Regions from separate parts of the Mus musculus genome. Here region 1 is linked to region 2. A link is a contact called in public Hi-C data. All regions are on one chromosome and are shown on one strand. The core of a region is the stretch at or near the end of the contact, and the rest is flanking DNA. Distances in the headings are between cores, read along the strand shown.

The links. A called contact is a pair of places that touch in the nucleus more often than the background predicts.
Region 1: a contact with region 2 is called in a Hi-C map of CD8 T cells, with 3 times the contacts expected there. The contact joins the promoter of Fam78a here to the enhancer-like site in region 2. A contact is called at or near these places in 1 of 484 Hi-C or Micro-C datasets (CD8 T cells) and 1 of 115 datasets of contacts at active chromatin or transcription factors (embryonic stem cells).

The regions. Positions count from the first base shown.
Region 1 is chr2:32,080,361-32,085,279 of GRCm38.p6, forward strand. It overlaps Fam78a (family with sequence similarity 78, member A), which reads right to left and starts at 3,345. Exons shown (of 2, transcript NM_175511.4): 1 at 2,224-3,345. The coding sequence starts at 2,546. It overlaps Gm33126 (a long non-coding RNA gene), which reads left to right and starts at 4,909. Exons shown (of 3, transcript XR_374254.3): 1 at 4,909-4,919.
Region 2 is chr2:30,248,930-30,253,995 of GRCm38.p6, forward strand. All of the region lies in intron 2 of Lrrc8a (leucine rich repeat containing 8A VRAC subunit A), which reads left to right. Among named protein-coding and RNA genes, the nearest start is that of Lrrc8a, 14 kb to the left of the region's middle. Within about 2 kb of position 2,947, at least 219 of the 459 cell types and tissues checked have an H3K27ac peak or open chromatin away from gene starts, as enhancers often do. A contact at or near this core is called in CD8 T cells and embryonic stem cells, where this site is marked.

The sequences.
Region 1 (4,919 bases), core at 2,095-4,594, 1.8 Mb after region 2:
AGAAGGGAGCTATGAAGGGCGGAGTCCAGGCTTCCTGCAAAAGCCCAGAGTCTCCATGGGAAGGGAGGGGTACAGACACCTACAGTGGATCACTACTCAGCAAGTCCAAGTTTCAGGCTGCCTTCCTCCAAAGGACTGGCCACCTGCCCCTGTTCCTGCAATGCAGCTGGTCCTGCCTGACCTGGGACAACAGAGCCAGGGTACCCTAAAAGGAGGACCAGAATCAAGCATAGACAGAGAGCAAAGAAAATGACCTTGGCCACTTAGCTGTCCCTACAAGGATGCTATTTTTACAGTTTTCAGAGTGTAGGGCCTGGGCTGGGGAGAAAACCCATTTCAAGGAGTAGCCGGCTGTCTTTTATAATTCAGTGGTTTCTGGAAAGACCGTCAGCTTCATAAATACCATCACTTACTTCCGGCTGACAGTCTTGAAACTGAAATCACATCAAGGTTGACAGCCACCTGCTTGCAGGACTCCCATGAACTTGGCCTAGTGCTGGCTGTGAGGGCAAAGGGTGCCTGAGTAATTCCCTCACTAAGCTATACAGAGGGAACTCTGATTAGGCCCACTCAGCTTCACTCAGAGTGGCTAGGACACTTCCTAGGGTCACACCCTGGAGAGAGTCTAAGGTACACAAGATTCATCTAACTAGGAACCCAGGTGGGTAAGAGTGGAGTGAAGTCACTCCAGGCTCTTGATACCCTGGGAGCTGCTCAAAGCCATCAGGGAAGCCATCAGGTTCACCTAGTGTTTCTCAACCATCTGGATGCTTTGCAAATTTGGGAAGAGGTGTGAGGAGAATCTGGCTTGTGAAAGACCTCCCTGAATTCCTGAGTCTTGCCACCATCTCGGGACAGCTGCGTATCCAGGCTTAAAAAGAGGAAGAGCAGGGCTGGCGAGATGGCTCAGTGGTTAAGAGCACCGATTGCTCTTCCGAAGGTTCCGAGTTCAAATCCCAGCAACCACGTGGTGGCTCACAGCCTTCCGTAACGAAATCTGATGCCCTCTTCTGGAGTGTCTGAGGACAGCTACAGTGTACTTACATATAATAAATAAATCTTAAAAAAAAAAAGAGGAAGAGCTCAGAGGCAGGGGTGGGGCTGCAGGGAGCCCAATGACCCTGTGTGCCCCAGTGGTTTTAGGCCATTGGGGTGACAACCTAGTTTTAAGCCTTATCCCATCTTCCTGTTTCCTGCAGAGCTTAAGAGTCGCTAAACGGAGAAGGCACATTTGCTGACGTGACTAGCTACCCTTAGCCCTGTGGACTTCTCCAAACATAAGCGCCAACTCTCCAGAGACCTCTCTCTTAAAGCTGAGAAGCGAGGCCACGTAGAGTGGACACCAAAGACTTCGAGAGACAGTGTCGGTGAGCCACCACAGGGGTCAAGCCAGGGACTGTGTGTGTGTGTGTGGTGTCCCCACACCCCCACCAACCACTGGGTCTCAGCAGCTGCTTTCACCACAGTCCCCACGAGCTTGCCTTCCACAGGGAGGAATGGCCTTCTTTGGGGCCAGAGAGCATGCAGAACAAGACCCAAGGGCTCCAGGGTCCCATGTAGATCTATCTCATTCTAAGAGACCAAACCACAGAGATGAAACCAATGTGTCCCTCTAGCCGCTCCTAGTCAGGGCCCCACCGGAGGGACACTGGATGCTGACCCTTGACCTCCAGTGGGAGCAAAGCTGCACACTGCAGAGCAAACTGGGTTTCTGAAGTCCCTTTCAAACACACACTGCCACGGCCCACCACCACTGACAATGGTAAAGCTGGCCTCCGAAGCTCTTCTGTGCATCTGAGCCTCCACACACAACTCAGACAAGTTCAGACCCCACGGCAAAGTCCTGTGCAAAGAAGTCTGGAAGCTGTTTTGAGGCTTCCAACCACTCCCATCAGCTAATGGGTTCATGGAGGCCTGAGCCTGGGGGGCAGAGTGATGACTTCTCTGGTGACCCCAGATGGCCCTGACACTTGCTTTACCAAAGGGGCACAGGTTCTTGTTCTCTCAGCATCTTGCCAGGGAGGACAGAACAACCCTGGGCACCAGGGATAATGGCAGGGCAGGTCTAGCTGAGCTAGGACCCTAATCAACATAAAGGCTCCCCAGAGTTGCCTGACCCAAGAAGGCTTGGAGACAGTTCCACCCCTGCCTAAAGACCCCTGCAGCCCTGCTCCAGCCTCCCCGAGCCTTCAAGGCCCCCAGCCTGTCCCCAGGAGTACTCACATGCCCTGCTCCCCGTACTGGTTGTAAAACTCCATATGGCTGCACGCCTGAATCCAACCAACGATCCAGGTCTCCTTCTTGGGAATGGGCGGCATGACCACTTGGGCTGAGGCCCGGAAGTGGGGTGTCCGATAGCGCAATACCACGCTGGAGGACTCGTCGATGCTGGTGGGGATGGGGTCGATGGAGGCTTTCACATCAATCACGGTAATCCCTTCCCGGAAGACTCTGGCTTTGCCTCCGATGCTCTGAATACAGCCCATGGCACACAGGACCGCTCTAATCTCCAGGGAAGGCCAGCAGTCCCAAAAATAACAGGGCATTGAAAGGATGGAGGTTGCAGGACCCAGTGCAGAGCGCTCAATCTAATCTCAAAACTCAAAATCGAGATCCATAGGCTAGAGAACTTAAGGAGTAGAGGAGGTTTGCATAGCACTGCCGGGTCCTGTTATAAATATGGGTTCTGTTGCATCTCAAGAGCCCTGGGCTCCCTCTTCTAGCAGTGGGCAAAAGCCACCGATATTCTTTGGGTTTAAAAAAAGAAAAGTTTGGAGTTTAATGGAGAAGCATGTTTTTCTGACATCCAGCGCTGCGTCCTCACACTTGGGGATGGCAGCTCGGACACTCTCCCTGAAGTCTTCGCAGGAAGCAGACGGGCTCTGCCAGGCACATAAATAAGGAAGGCTCGGTCCCCGCGCGGTCGCGCCACCCTCGCTGCAGAACGCCGACTTCCTGCCCTTCTGCCTTCCGCACCGGCTCCCTGGAACACACGCGCCCGCCCGGCGGGGCCCAATCAATTGCAGCGTGAGCTCCGATTCAAGCGGCAGAGGTCCGACGTCCTGTGAGGCCCGTATCCACCCGCCCTTCCGAGAGGTGCGCTCCGGGTTAGGTGCTCGCCAGGTCCCCTCCGGCGCCCACTCGCGCGTTCCTCTGCCACTGTCGCTGTAGCCGCTGACTGCCGCGCAGGGCTCCGGGACTGCACTCGGATATCCGCCGCCGCCTGCTTCGCCTCGGCCGCCGAGGACCTGCAGAGAGGTGGAAGGCACAGGGCGGCAAAGTTGAGCCGAACTTTACTGCGGGGGACTCGAGGGCGCGGCGATGCCTGTGCGCCGGGCACGGGCTGTGGAGCTGACGGCGCAGCTCTGGGCGGTCTCCCCGGAGGTGGCGCCCCCCTCCGCCCGCCCCGTCAGTGGCGGCCGCACGACTGCGCGCACCAGCGAATAATCGCCTCCCGTGACATCTCCGCTGACACCGGTTTAGCTCGAGGGAGGGGTGAGGGGTCGTTCAGACTGCCACCGCAGTGGGTCACTAGGACCTCCCGGCTCGGGTACTGCGCATCAGTACCACGCCACCAGCGTGAAACGCCCCTTCTCGCTCCAGTGTCTCGATCCCCGGGGCCTCAGTGCCAAGCCCAGGCCGGTCTTTTAAGGCATTCTGCCCTTTGCCGGCAGAGGTGGCTGGACACCAAGAAGGCGTGTTGCCCCCCCCCCCCGCCCCACCGCGTGCCTCGGTTTCCCCTAACCAAGCTTGAGCCTTAGCTGAGCCCAGCGCGTCCCGAGCGCGCGCCTCCGCCGAGGAACTTTGGCAGTCAGGTTCCCACCCAGGGGGCGTCACGAACTCACCTGCCCCTAGGGCCGCTCCAGGTGCCTGGGTCACCGCCCTCCGGTCTTCCCTAACCTCTCTGCCCGCACGTTTTCGGGGCGCCCCCTCCCCTGGGCAGTGTCCCCTGGCTCTTATCTACTAGGGTCCGGGGATGGCGTGGGCGCCTCGGATCCCCAAGCCCCTCCTGGCTCCGGGCTGCTGTGGGGATGGCCGGGGGCGGAGGGCTGAGGCTCGGGGCTCTCTCGCCCCCACCCCGAGCGCCTCCTTATTTTATGATCATTATGAGCGTGCTGTCACCGCTCTGCCCCGCCGCCGCGCCGCAGCCGCCTGGCGCGCCCCGCGCCGCCTCGCTCTGCTGCAGCATCGGAAAGGCAACCAGGTCAAACTTTGCAGAAACTCGGTCCCTGCGCCTGTCTGGCCCCTGTGTTCGTCCGCAGCCGCGCGACAACGCGCACCGGCGCACGCAGGACCTGCGCTCGCCCGTGCGCCCCGTGGGATGCAGGTCCGCAGGCGGTAGCGTGCAGGCGGGTAGGCACCGCCTCCTCCTCCAGCCCGCCCGGCTCTCCTCCCTAGCTCTGGCACTCAGCACACTCTCCCCCCCCTCTCTCTCTCTCTCTCTCTCTCTCTCTCTTCTTTCCCACCTCTCTGCAGCTGCTGGGGGAGTTGAGCCTCTTCTTGCATAAACGACATTTCCTTTTTTTCTAACCCTAGGAATTCTGGGTAGTGTAGTTCTGTCTTTCTCGGGTCCTGGGGTTGGGGGTGTTCCTATTGCCCTTTGACTTCTGGATGCCAGCAGCTTTCCAGTTCAGGAGACTTGGGGCACTGCCCTGGGGATCCTAGCTGCCGGAGTTGGTGGTTGGGTGGAAAGCATGGAAGTTTTGGGAAGCTCCAAGACTTGGGAAGGTTTGGAGGGTGGGAAAAGTTGGTGTCTCCCAACCCCCAAACCCCAACCCTGTATTGATCATGTTTGTATCTTCAGCATGGTGAGAGGGTTGTCAGCTAGTTGGTCCCAAGTATGTAAGAAATTTACATTCATCAGACATTGAGTCAGAAAGTTCTTATGTATGTCTCACAGAGGAAAAAAATACCCAGAG
Region 2 (5,066 bases), core at 1,697-4,196:
TATAGTATTTTGTCCTCTGATCGTGTAACAGCTATTTCATGTGTCCCCCCACAGCAGGTGCTTGTTTTCCTGATCCTTAGGCCCACTGTGTGGACACTCCTGGGCTGGGTCTGACCCCACTGTGTGGACACTCCTGGGCCATGTCTGATCCTTAGGCCCACTGTGCGAATACTCCTGGGCTGGGTCTGTCCTGCAGTTTGAACAGGCACTGGCCTGCCTTTGTTTTCTCTGCTCAGTCTGCTTGAGAAACTCATATTCCACCTTCCACACCCCAAATTCTACACAGGGGCCTGGGATGATGTGTAATGGTCCATGTTATACAGAATTCCCAGCCTTTTCTCTCTCCTCAGGCATCTCCTGCCCACTTGTGAGCATTTTGAGAGATACTCAGCCTCCAGGCCTGGGACATAGTCTCCAGAGGACATTGACTCATCTTTGCTAGAGCCAGATGGGGCTGGGGATGGGACTCAGTCGGTGGAGCTGCCTGGCACGCGTGAGGGCCTGGATCCCCAGTACTCTGTAAACTGGGTGTAATGCTACCTGCCTACTATCCAGCACTGGAGCAGTGGAGGCAGGAGGACCAGAAACTGAAGGCCATCCTCAGCCACAGAGCAGTGTTCAGGGCAACTTGGATTATATGAAGCCCTTTCCTACAAATAAACAAAGCGGTGGCTATAGTGTGGCAGGGCACAGAGGGCACAGCCTCTTCCGCCTTCCCTTCGTCTATTTCACCCCCTTTCATCCTTGTTCTCCATTTAGGAGTGTCTCCAAGCTCTGCACCTCTTGGGGCAGAGACCCGACCTGACCTATTTCCCTGTTGCCTTCTGAACTCCGTCTCAGAGCTCTGTAGAACACCTGATCCTCACACCTGACTGCCAGCTGTTCCCTTTCCTTCTTTAAGGCTGTAATGTATTTTGGATCTTATGCTCTGAGGTTTTTGGTGCTCAGAATGGAACCCAGGGCTTGGCCAAATACTTGCCCTTTGAGCCATGACCATGGGCTCCATAAAAAATTTTGTTTGTTTTTAAGATTTATTTATTTTTATTATATGTGCACTGGTGTTTTGACTACATGTATGTCTGTATGAGGTTGTCAGATCCCCTGAAACTGGAGTTACAGTCATCTGTGAGCTGCCCTGTGGGTGCTGGGAATTGAACCCAGGTCCTCTCAAAGAGTAGCCAGTTCTCTTAACTGCTGAGCCATCTTTCCAGGCCCTCCATATAGTTTTCTAACCAAGAAGAAAGTGTATATTGATTAGAAACCTAAGCTTCCATTTTAGTTCTCTGCCTCCTCTTTTCCATGGAGAGCCTCGCTGCGGTTGGTACAGAGGAGCACACTTTCATATCCTTCCGTGCTCTGGGCCAGCTTTTCCTTGACAGTGCCCATTCCTTCCCATTCCACTGGCCACTTGCCCATCTCCTATGTGCTGGACCCTGTCTCTCTCTCACCCTAGTCTCTTACTCTGTTCATCTCCTCTGTGACTGCGCCCACAGACTTTTCTTTTCAGTAGCAAGTGCTGGAGAGCTTACTACACTGGGTGGGGTGTCTATTCGTTCCCCTTCCCCTCACCCCCAGCCCCAGGCTCTGGCCTAAAACGTGGCACTATGTCAGGAAGGAGTCAGGGCTCAGAAAGGGAAAGCCATCTGCCTAGCTCACTCTCCTAGAGAGCAGCAGAGCCAGCCTGGCCCCAGTCTATTGCTCCTCTGCAGAGCTCAGGGCCTTAGTCCCACCATATTTTCATGGTAGCCTGACTGTGTTAGGAAACTGAGGTAGTATTTTTCCCACTGCAGTCTTGTTGAATGGTCTGGGGAGGGGCAGAAGACTGGGTTCTGTCACTTGCCTTTCAGATCCTTTACCCATATTTTACACTCCCTGGCACATTCCCTGGAGTCTGTACTCCTTCCAGACAGAGAAGCTAGACAGCCTGCAGAGAAAGGTCCTCCTCTCATGCACCTCTCTCATCCTTCCACTGCTCTCCCTTCTCACTCAGGCACGTCCAGGACAGCTGCCAGGTAGGTCTCCTCATTGGAATGGCCCGGGTGTGGATTGGCTGGGCTGCACTGTGCCTGGGTGTGTAGTCTGTCTTGAGCATGTATGCCCGTGTGTAAAATGGGCATGGCGGGTAATATTGAACCTTAGGGAAGAAGCAGAGTGTGTGCTGCATACCTACAGTCCCAGCATTTAGGAAACTGAAGCAGGAGGATTGCTGAGTTAAGGTCAATCTGAACTATATAGTGAAACCATGTCTCAAAAAGAAAAGAAAGGCCCGGCGGTGGTGGCACACACCTTTAATCCCAGCACTTGTGAGGCAGAAGCAGGTGGGTTTCTGAGTTCCAGGCCAGCCTGGTCTACAGAGTGAGTTCCAGGACACCCAGGGCTATACAGAGAAACCCTGTCTTGAAAAACCGAAAAGAAAGAAAAAGAAAAAAGGAAAAAAAAAGAAAAGAAAGATGGAAATGGCCTAGTGGCTAAGGCTCTTGCGCCTTCATTTGGTTCCCATATGAAGTGACTTACAACCGCCTGTTACTCCAGTGTCCTCTTAAGCAGGGCAGTGCTGTATGATCCCAGAGAGACTTAGAACCATGGGGTCCATGGAGATGGGCAGGCACTTAATGACAAAGTTTCTGTTGTGTAAGACAAAAAGGCTGTGCAGTAGCTAGTGGGGACATCTGAGCCACAGCTCTACCTCACAGCACTGGCCAGACACAGGAGTTACACAATGGTTACATTTATGGTAGTTATCTCATCATATCTCAAAGCTAGCCGAGAACGCCATGGGCAGCACAGTGGAGTCTGGACTGGGCCGGTTCCCAGCCTCTGCATGGAGAGCTGCTCCCAGTGTGGGTGCTTACTTCTCTTGCCCCCTGGGCTGCTGGAGGGTACAGCACCTCACCACTCCCTGTAGCTCCAGTCCCTCCCTGAGGCAGGAAGTGGGAGGGGCCACCCTGCTGGCTCTACCCAAGCCACATCCACCTGAAACTGCTGGTTTACCACACCCAGATCCACACCCATCCCTGCCCACTCCCACCCTTCTCTTTGTGAGAGTGCCTCTGTTTCTTACTCACTGTGTGCTGTGGACTGTGTGCTAGAGAAGCATCTGGTCTGGCTCAGGAGGGGGAGGGGAGCAGACCATGCCAGTTCAAACTGCGCCTGTAATACCCCTGCTGTTAGGGTTGTCCTCTACACAAGCCACTCTCAGGCCCAGGCCTCCTCTGGGATCAGCCCACACCTGGCCTGAGGTGGGGTACACTTTGGATGTTCATTACCCTCACAGAGCCCAGCTAAGGGCTACATAGCACCCAGAATGTGCTTTGAGATGGGATGGGAGCAGGTGGATACCGTGAATGGATAGGAGCGTCTCCTTTCCAAGGGAGCTACCAGGTCTTACTGCTCAGAGCCTGGGCTGCTTCCTCTGCGTCTTGGGCCCTGACCACTACTTTGCTGGGCAGCACAGCTGAGCTCGTCTTTCGATAGGAGGCTGGATATATTTCATGAACTGACAGGCTCAACTTTCCACCAGAAATCAAAGTTAAAAAGTACTGTGAAATGGAAGTCACAGCCAGAAACTGACTTGATCCTAGTTGTCTGTCTGTCTGTCACAACCAGTCACCTGTCTCACACCTCCCAGGAGTGAGACAGGGTATCTCATTCCCTTAGGTCCTAAATCTTTCCTGTCCCCTTCTCCAGTCTTTGGCTACCTTGGATGAGGCCTTGGAGCCAGGAAAAATAGTTCCCTGCTGAAAGTCAGCTGTGTGATTCAGCCAGCCCTCCCCACCGCACGCCTGTGCCCCTCTCTCCCAGGAGTGTGGGTGGTGTACAGAGCCAGCTGGTCATTAGGGGGCTGGGGCCTTCCTGTGAGGTAGGCACTCATCCTGGCCCAAGAATCCAGGCCTCACCAGGAGAGCTAGCTGGCTTGGTGGCTGCTGGCCTAGGGCAGGTGTTAGTGTCTGCTGGCCCTGAGGCGACCTAAACAATGGGAACCTAGGAGTGGGGACCCTGAATACTTGCAATAGTCTCTTAAACACCACAAGTATCCGGCACCTCCTGTGCATGGGACCTCAGGCAGGAGGAGGGCAAACTCAATAGAGCAGTGAAGCCTAAGCTTAGCTAGGAGTGGGCTGATGTCTTACTTGATAAAACGTGACATTGGGCAGGTGTTTGGCCTCCCAGAATCTCTGTTTTTCTGTCCACGAAATCGGTTAAAGAAGACAGCAGAGAGTGCACTAGAGCCGGTGTGGGAGGAGCCTGCCCTGTGCTGTGGCTATTGCCACTTGTACTAAATGCACAGGGCCTCCAACCTCACACAGGTGACCTCGAGAGACTGGTGGGGAGCCCTTGGCCTTTGCGGAGAGGATCACCACGGAGAACCTGTCCCTACTGCCATCATCAAGATCAGTGTGAAAACACAGGAGGTCCCTGGCAGGGTGCTCCACTCCTCTCTGAGAGAATGAGACCTATCTGACACGATACGTAACATTCGGTGTGAGAACTAGATTCTGATCATAAAAGCTCAATTTCACTTTTTAAAATGGGGTGGTGATGCAGCTCCTGTGCAGCATGCAGGAAGTCTGTGGCCTGGTCCTCAGCAGCACATAAACTGAGTGTGGTGGATTAGGGAGTAGACAGGACCAGAAGCTTAAGGTCACCGTTGGCACCGTATGTGCTGGATGAGTCTGAGGCCAGCCTGATGCTAGAGACCCTATCTCAGATGGCGAACCAGAAGTCGGTGAAAAAGCTGAGAGCAGCCGCGTTAGCAGGGCCATGGGTTTCCCTCCATCTCATGCATTTTATATTTTCCCAGATGCTCTCTAGTGAACTTCTGGGGATAGACACTTCCTATATCCCACTCACTACAGATTTGTAGAGCAGTGTAAGCTTAGGCTCCTTGGCAGAATGTCAAGGGGCTCCAGGGACTCCCCTTACATTCGTGTTTGTGGCACAGGCAAGCTCTTCCTAAAGCAGCCCCTGTTCCAGCGTTTCTCACACTAGGCAGAAGCCACTGTTAGACCAGGTTCCCAGGCTTCCAGTCCAGCCAGACAAGCTCTCTGGGGAGGCGGTCCTTGACT